2 separate regions of the Sus scrofa genome follow, and region 1 is linked to region 2. The links are chromatin contacts, called in public HiChIP or PLAC-seq maps. All regions are on one chromosome and are shown on one strand. Each heading gives the region's core, a stretch centred on a gene start, on an enhancer-like site or on the middle of the called end of the contact. The rest is flanking DNA. Distances are from core to core; before and after follow the strand shown. Region 1 overlaps LOC100514323 (NACHT, LRR and PYD domains-containing protein 1a-like). Region 2 overlaps LOC100514494 (schwannomin-interacting protein 1).

What was found. HiChIP or PLAC-seq counts read pairs in DNA pulled down with a chosen protein or histone mark.
Region 1: an H3K27ac HiChIP or PLAC-seq map of skeletal muscle shows a contact between it and region 2. The contact joins two enhancer-like sites. A contact is called at or near these places in 4 of 47 Hi-C or Micro-C datasets (embryonic fibroblasts, liver, skeletal muscle and 1 more) and 1 of 2 datasets of contacts at active chromatin or transcription factors (skeletal muscle).

The regions. Positions count from the first base shown.
Region 1 is chr13:99,768,430-99,772,788 of Sscrofa11.1, reverse strand. All of the region lies in intron 3 of LOC100514323 (NACHT, LRR and PYD domains-containing protein 1a-like), which reads left to right. Among named protein-coding and RNA genes, the nearest start is that of IL12A, 37 kb to the right of the region's middle. Within about 2 kb of position 2,873, at least 10 of the 83 cell types and tissues checked have an H3K27ac peak or open chromatin away from gene starts, as enhancers often do. A contact at or near this core is called in skeletal muscle, where this site is marked.
Region 2 is chr13:99,570,474-99,575,118 of Sscrofa11.1, reverse strand. The region is part of intron 6 of LOC100514494 (schwannomin-interacting protein 1); the gene reads right to left. Among named protein-coding and RNA genes, the nearest start is that of IL12A, 160 kb to the left of the region's middle. Within about 2 kb of position 2,503, at least 7 of the 83 cell types and tissues checked have an H3K27ac peak or open chromatin away from gene starts, as enhancers often do. A contact at or near this core is called in skeletal muscle, where this site is marked.

The sequences.
Region 1 (4,359 bases), core at 1,624-4,123, 200 kb before region 2:
ATGTGGGAAAGTGCACAGGGCTTGTTTGCAGAGACTGAAAAAGGCCAGATGACTGGAATCAGAGTGAGGGGAAGGGTAACAGGGCCGTAGTGTGTCTACAGAGACAGGTGAGGGCCCAGATTACTTAGGACCTTTAGATTAAAACATTGACTTTTCAAGGAAGATGTACATATGGCCAATAAGCACATGAAAGATGCCCTGTATTATTTCAGGGAAATACAGATCAAAAATCCACAGCAAGATACCACCTCATACCCACTAGGATGGCTGTGATGAAAAAGATCATAGCAAGTGTTGCCAAGGATGTAGAGAAATTGGAATCCTCCTACACTGCTGCTGGGAGTGTAGATCAGCACAACCACCTGGGGAAACCATTTGATTGTCTTCAAATAGTTAAACATACTTAACCATTTGACCTAGAAATTTTTCTCTTCTGTGTATACCCAAGAGAAATGGAATTGTATCTCTGCATAAGAACTTGTGCACAAATGTTCACAGCAGCTTTGTTTTTTTTTGTTTGTTTGGGTTTTTTTTTTTTTTTTTTTTTGGCTTTTTAGGGCCACACTCATGGCACATGGAAGTTCCTAGGCTCGGGAATTGGAGCCGCAGCTGCCAGCCTACACCACAGCCATAGCAATGCAGGATCCAAGTCATGTCTGCGACCTTCACAACTCATGGAAACGCTGGATCTTTAACCCACTGAGCGAGGACAAGGATTGAACCTGAGTCCTCATGGATATTAGCCAGGTTCATAACACATTGAGCCACAGCGGGAACTCCCACGGCAGCATTTTTCATGATCGTTAGACTTTGGAAAAACCCCTGTGTCCATGAAGTTTTAAAAGCATAAACAGTATGTGGTGTGCTTGTTTATATTAGTTTGCTAGGATTGCTATCTATAACAAAGTGCCATAGCCTGGAGGGCTTAACCAACAGAAAAGTGTTGTCTCCCTTCTGAGGACCTATGAGAGAAGGATCAGTTCTGGATCTCTTTCCTTGATTTGTAAATAGCCATCTTCATGATCACATAATGTTCTCCTTGTGAGGGGTCTCTGTGTCTGAATTTCCCCTTTTTGTAAGGACATTAGTCATCCTGGATTGGGGCCCATCCTAATGACCTTATTTTACTTGAGGTAACTACTGCCATGAAGACTAGTCTATTTCCAAATAATGTCACATTCTAAGTACAGTGGGTTAGGACTTCAACACGAATCATGGAGGGGACACAATTCACTACATAAGACCACAATGGTGGAGTTCCTGTCGTGGCTCATTGGAAAGGAATCTGACTAGCACCCATGGGGACGCAGGTTCAGTCCCTGGCCTCTCTTGGGTAAGGATTTGGCATTGCGGTGAGCTGTGGCATAGGTCACAGATGAGGCTCAGATCTGGCGTGGCTGTGGCTGTAGTGTATACCGGCAGCTATAGCTCTCATTTGACCCCTAGCCTGGGAACCTCCATATGCCACAAGTGCGGCCCTAAAAAGACAAAAAAAATTAAAAAAATTTAAAAAAGAGACCATAATGGAATATAATTCAGCCATAAAAAAGAATGAAGTGCTGATACATGCTACAACATAGCTGAACCTTGAAAACATGCTCATTGAGAAAAGCCAGCTACCAAAGCTCACATACTATGCCATTCCCTTTATATGAAACGTCCAGAACAGGCAAATCTATTGAAGCAGAAAATAGATGATTGGTTATCGAGGCCTGGGCAGAACGGGCAGGTTGGGAGTGATAGTTGAAAGATACAGAGTTTTTGGGGAGGTGATGAAAATGTAAAACTGATTGTTGTAATGGGTGTACATCTCTGTGAATATACAAAGCTGTACACTTTAAATGAGTGGGTTGTGTAGTATGTGGTGAACTAGACCTCAATAAAGCTGTTACAGAAAAAAAAGTTACTCCAGGAGAAAAAAACTCAGGTAACCCCAAAAAATTCCATGTATTTTCTTGAAAAACTTAAGCTCAGACATGTTTGTGTCCAGGGCTCTGTTTCCCAAATATTATGCTGGGCCTGTGGAGGCACTCGTGGCATATGGGGGTTCCTAGGCTAGGGGTTGAATTGGAGCTGTAGCCGCTGGCCTACACCACAGCCACAGCAACGCGGGATCTGAGCCACGTCTGCGACCTACACCATGGCTCACAGCAATGCCAGATGCTTAACCCACTGAGCATGGTCAGGGATCGAACCCAAATCTGCATCTCATGGGTACCAGTCAGGTTTGTTATTGCTGAGCCATAACGGAACTCCCCCTTTTACTTGTTTTTAAAGCAAAGGTTTCTTTTTTTTTTTTTTTTTTTTTTAAGTTTAACTTTTTCTAGTTGAATGAAAGGGATTCAAGGAGGGGACTATGGATTTTGTCTGCATCTAGGTTGCATTATAAAGGACAGCTGGGTGTGGTGAAGGTGGCACCCATCAGAATGAGAAAACAGGAAAAGAGAAACTCAGAGTCGAGGATTGTTTGTGTGCTGGCTTCCTGGAGTAGGGATCCTGCTGCCAGAGCCCTCACCTGAACAAATATGGGAAGGCACTTGTCATCGCAGGCTTGGTCTGGCCTGTCCCAGGAGTTTAGGAATGCATGTGACCTATTAATAAAAATAGCTACCACCTATTAAATGACTACTGTGTGTGAGGCTTTGGGCTTGTCACTCTTCACCAATAATTTATTGGTTCTCAAATTTGTACTGTGAGGCAGAAAGATGGTCCTGGGGGCTTGAGGGGACTTGCAGGGCAGGGAGACAGAGATAGAATCAGGAGTCCTAAGACCAGAAACAGAGGGAAGATGAATTGAAGGGATGGCCCCAGGCTCTATCTCCCAGGGATCTGGGCAGAAGGTGCCTCACTTGGGGCTGGTCCCTGCAGAATTATACCCCAGCAGAGGCCCCAGACTGGCAGAGGGAACTGGCAGAATAAAGAGGGACCATGATGGGGACTCCTTGGTTTTTTTAAAGCTGGGCAAACTATCCATTCATTCACCCATTCATTCATTCATTGAGCATGTCTGTAAGGGTGGATGCTGGGAAATCAAGGTAATGAGACATGGCCTCAGCCCTCAGGGGCTCACAGACCAACAGCTAAACAAGCAGCCACTGTTTGGCAGTGGCGTAAATGGGAGAGGATGGATCATGGTGGAGTAGAGGGAGACTGCCGGCAGAAGTGACAGGTTGGGCTGGCTCTTGATGGCTACTTAGGAGCTCTGGAGATTCGGTCTCGGGAAGGAATTTCTAGCCAATGGGATGGCATCTTTTTTTTTTTTTTTGGCCACACCCATGGCATTTGGGAATTCCTGCCCTGGGGATCAAACCTGAGCCACAGCAGTGACAATGCTGAATCCTTAACTGCTTGGCTGCCAGGGGACTCCTTTTTTCTTTCCTTTTTTTTTTTTTTTTTTTTTTTTTTTTTTTTTTTTTTTTGTGGGAGAGGTGGCATTTATAAGGGCTTGGAGGAAGGAGTGGTAATCATCTGGGGTACAGCTTGAAAAATGGGGGAGTGATTAAAATGAGTTGATTCTAGTCCAGCTGTTTTCAACCCTGGGTGTACATTGCAGTTATCTGGGGACCTTTAAAAAAAATACTGCTGTTCAGGTCCCACCCCAGCCCAGTTAAATTAGAATCTCTAAGGGAGGGCAGAGTTCCCGGCATGGCTGTGTTTAGAAAGCTCCCTAGGTGATAGCAGCATGTAACCAAGGTTGAGAACCACTGCACGGACCAAGGCTGTGTCTTATCACCTTGATTTCTCAGCACCCGCTTCTCCCCAGTGCATGCCTTGCCCTCCACTCAGGCACCCTCTCATGGAGGAGCCTACCTCCAGCTCCCCCTCTGCCTCCACATCCGATCAGTCACCACCTCCTGGGTGTTGAACTGCTGAAGTCACAAGGAACATCTTTGCAAGTAACAACATGGTTAAGGGTGCAATTTGGGGCCAGGCTGCCCAGGTTGAAATCTTAGCTTCAGACCTCCTGGGTGGGAATTAGTGGAGTAGGATTGGGGGGTGGGGTGGGAGTTGCAGAAGTAAATTTGCTGACCTCAGCTTACCTCATTAGGAAGTAAGAGTTAATGTGTAAGTCCATGTAAAGTTCTTACATAAATGTACATAAAAAATATAAATATGCAAAACAAGTAGATATAAGTGAGTGAATATGTGTAAATGAGAAAGTACAGGTACAGAACCTGGCACATTGTGGACACTCAAAAAAAGAAAAAAAAGCTGCTTGCTCCTAGCTGCTGTGTTGTTCTCATCTTTATTTTCCAGTCTTTTCTTTCCTCCATGTAATTACTGCCTGTCCTTGGTTTCTGGTTGTCAGTAGTTGCATGCAGGGAGGGAAGATTTGAGAATCATGCTAATAGCTTACCA
Region 2 (4,645 bases), core at 1,254-3,753:
CTGATTTTTGAAAATCTCCCAGATCGTCATCAAGTACTTCCTATTTACATAATTTCCATCAAGACAATCCTAAAACCTGGATGTGATGTAACTCACACCCAACGCAATGAGCAAAAATCATATTTTTCAGTGTTATCTATGTGAAATTCTGACCAGATTTTCCTTCTCCGAAGCCCCTTAAATTCAGTTACAGTTCAAAGCAGTTCCTCTTATTTGTACAGACATACAGAATGTGAAAAGCACAGATCACCCCAGTGGATTTCACATATGCTTTAAAGGCCAAAGAAGCAGTGTTTTCTGCCCCATTACTCTCTGGAAAATCTAATTACAATTCAAATACTGTATGCAATGAAGGCCAGGAGAAGAGGATAGCAAAATCCCTTGAAAATCCGGAAAGAGGCAACCTGCTGCTTTGGAAGAGGAAGGCCTCCTCTCCCAAAGGATGCCGGCCTCACAATCAGGCTTTAAATCTTACCTGATACGGACAGTTCTCCTGATGTACCATCTCAGTGCATCCTAGGGCGCAGACCCCAAAGCAGGACTGCTCAGCGACGCTGCGGAGGGAAAGCGCGGAGCATCCACTGGTGGAGAGAACGCCCTGGGAAGGCAGGGGCTCCCCGCAGATTAAAATGGATGCTGTTTCGCTGATCAACCTGCGCAGTGGCACTGCCTGTGCTGGGAAGCGCGCAGCGAGCTGAGCTGCTCTCCTCGGAAACCAGCAGTGAGGCTTACAAACATGGAGCTAGGACCGGGCTGGGGGAGGGGGCGCGCTCATCACTGGCACAATCAGCCAATTATATTATAGGCACAAAGAAAAGGATCAGTCTGGGCTGGTGTGACCTTCTGGTGCTTTATGAAGGCAGTTAACTGATGTGGAAACATTCTAGTCCTCATTAAAGGGAAAAAGGCCAGTGAGGGAGAGAGAGAGACAGACACAAATCAATGTTGCAGTTGAACGTTTCTAACCTCCCGCATCATCCTTCCTGCCCACAGATGCTGCTTGCATATAGTGCTTATGGAAAGAGAGGCCTTAAGGATCATTTCAGAACTTTTAACGTGTGAAAGGGAAAACAATCCATTCTGAATATGGACACGTAAGAGACGTTCTCTGTGTTGAGTGCTTAAAGCGTTTGTTAACTTTATGACTAAAAGGAGGGGTCTTTACTCTTTAAAAAAATAGTATTTTGTAATTCGTTTGACTTCCCTCTTATTTTTGGCTCTTAGTGGCTTTTTGAGTCAAACAGAAATAAGATGAAATAATCATTCCTATAATTTTTTATGGAGAGAGCTTATTAAAGTATTAAAGTAAGTATAATTCACTATTTCCATGAAAATGAAACTAACCTGCAAGTTTTTTTGAAAGTAAGACCACATATCATGCTGTGACTTGAATATATAGACTCCCCCAATTTAGGACATATGATCCTAGAGACAGAGCATTCCACCTAAGAGACAGTAATGGAGAGGATTCTGGACTTGCAGAGAGTAATCGAAAGACATACAAGCTGGACCATACACGTTTCCGGGAAAAAGAGAAGCCGATTTCTGAAATACTTCAGAGCCATTCTAGGTTTTTATATATATAAAGGAGAACAACTAGGCCTATATTTTTGGAGCTAATTTAATGATAGAAAAATTTTAAAATGAACACAATTAAATTTCCTTATGTATATTCCTCAGTTGCCATAGGCAACTCATTTTGTCCTTTCTTAATAAAATGACGCTGAGGAAATGTTACTCAATAAAATCTTGACTGAATTTAACCCATCAAATTAAAAAAATTCAATAGAGATATTATTCTTCCGCTATTTTAATATATCCAAATCTTATTAATAACTGCAAAGTCATCATTTGCTACAGAGAGAGGAAAAAAAGTACTTTTTGCTTGATGAATGGAATCAACATGTTCAACAAGTTTTCCTATCAAGCTCAATCTTAAGAAATGCTGAGAGTTTGTGTTAGGATTATTTGGTAATATATTTTAAATTTTCTAACAACGTCTCTTGCTTGGAAAGAGAAAAGCCTATTTTTTTCTAAATATTCTTAATTTTCATGACTTGAGATTCCGATGGGAGAAAAGTTGGCTACCTGAGTTCAACTCCAGAAACACACTCATAAGCCTGGCTTCAGCTCCCTGGTTACAACAGTGAAAAAGGAGCAGGGAAGGCCCAGCTGATGACCCCACAGGCTTGTATTTCAGCACTGGTCCACGAGGTTCAAAGGAAAAGCGCTCTGGACATGCATCCTGCAAAGCTCATGGCCCTTCTCCTTGGAAGAGAGGAGCTAGGCCATCTAACATGTGCAAGACTTTTTAGGCCTGTTGGTTGGCAGGTGGTGCAACGAGAGCTTGATGAACAAAGCAGAAGCCTGAACTAGATCATGAATCTGCTTAAACAGAGGATAAAGAAAAGAGGACAGAAGCTGTTTAGCAAAAGCAAACAATATGCAACACATCCCCATCCCAAATTCCACCCCTCCTTACTGAGTAATCCATAGAGGATAGAGACAGGGACAGAGGCTTCTTTGTGGAGTGCCTTGCTATACCACTGCCCAGATGAAGGCTCTGGAATCCTAAGTATGTGCAAAGAAAAAGTAAACCAAAGTAAAAGTTCCTTTTGCAAGGTAGCAAATAAGATGCGGAAATCTTATGCCTAATAAGAAGGCATAATCCCAACCCTCCAAGACAAAACAGCTTTACTTCAAAGGTTGTTAAAACTTTACTCAAGTTACTAGTTTGACAATCTGTGACCTAAAGACTCAAGAACACACTTTCAGGCTGTATAAAGCCTAAAAAGTTGCTTCCTAGACTCTGTTCTCTTTTGCAAACTAAAGGCTCTGGGATATATTACATAAACTCCTAAAGACATTTATCATGTGTTGTTAAAAAAAAAAAAAAAAAAAAAAAAAAGCCTAAACATGATCCCACTCTTCACAGTTGCTGTTCCATAAATAGCGGAAGTGACTCATAGGTGGCTCTGGGGAAAACAGATTTCTGACAATTGTATCCCAAATCCTGTCAAAAAACCCTCTCAAGCGGTATAAACAGGATTAAAAAAAAGGGGGGACTGTATCAAGCAAGCTTTCCTTTACAGTCATTCATTGGAAAGGACTTTGTGTTATAATTTAAATTATGATTTGCTAGTACAAAAAACTTTAAACAGAAACCAGCTGTTCCAAGAACATTTTAGCTAGAATAATTTACCAAGTTACAGTAACATTTGTTATTTTTGGACTAAAAAATATTGATGAAATAGTATGCCTACAAAGCATACAGATTCTTTTTTCTTCTCAGAGCTTCACAACTCTTCTTCCCATAAAAAGTACTGGGTTTCAGATTTTTGTGCATGTGCGTGTGCCTTTTTAGGGCCACACCTGTGACTTATGTAGGTTCCTAGGCTAGGGGTCGAATCAGAGCTGCAGCTGCTGGTCTACACCACAGCCACAACAACGCCAGATCTGAGCCGGATCTGTGATCTACACCACAGCTCATGGCAACGTCGGATCCTTAACCCACTGAGCAAGGCCAGGGATCGAACCTGCAACCTCATGGTTCCTAGTCGGATTTGTTTCCACTGTGCCACGATAGGAACTCCCTGAGTTTCAGATTTAGATGGGACCTCAACAGATAAACTGTTTTATTTCCAGATATTGAAACTGAGGCCTCAGAAAGTTGACATGCCCAGGAACATAAATCCTCTAGCAGCAGCAAAAAAGGCATCAAAATAAGGGGAAAAAAACCATCTGGATCTTCTATGTTTTTAATATAAAAAAATGCTAAATGAGGGCCACTAGACTTGGAGAAATAAACCCCCTACGACCCAGCCAATGTAGGCTGGCCTTGAAATCATAAGGGAAGAGTGAGGTTGCAGTAAGGCTCTACCTAAGTCTGAATCCAAGATATTTTAAAAGAAGAAAAATTAGAGTGTTTCCCAATTAAGCTATTGTCCCTATTTCTGCCACGAAGCAAATGATTATGTTTTTACCTCCAGAAAAGTATTTTTTTCATTTGTGACAATTAATAGCAATAGAATGGAGATGGCCAACAGGCACATGAAAAGATGTTCAGCACCACTAGTCATCAGAGAGAAACAATCAAAACCACAATGAGCGATCAGTTCATACCTATCAGAATGTCTATTTACCTAAAAACCTTTCAGTCTGAAAAAGTCTATAATGAAACGTTGGGGGAAAAATTGAAGTTATGGGGGTGGGCAAGATGAGCAAGAAAGTCATTGTCTTAAGCAATAACTTTTAAGCGTTTCCTTAGGAATTTGCAGAAAGCAGGTAGACGTTTTACATAGCTTGACACTGTGCTGCTTTTCCTGGCAATGGAGGAAAAGGAATTGTGAGGAAAATTAATCCTGTCCACATCAAGGGGAACTGGGTTCTTGAATGACCTTCCCAAAGAAGATCACAGCTGGCATCACCAATGACAACCAACCTTAGCAAATGGCTTTGCAGCTGACAAAGTACTTTCCCCAACATCTCCCTTGACTCTTACAACCTTGTAGTCGAAACAAATTCCTATCATCTGCCATGTGAAAACATATTTCTGCCCCCAAGGAGTTTGATAAGGGAAATAAGGCAGTTTACAAATGACTATTTATAATAATGAATGCATAAAGTGCCACCAAAGAGATTTTGT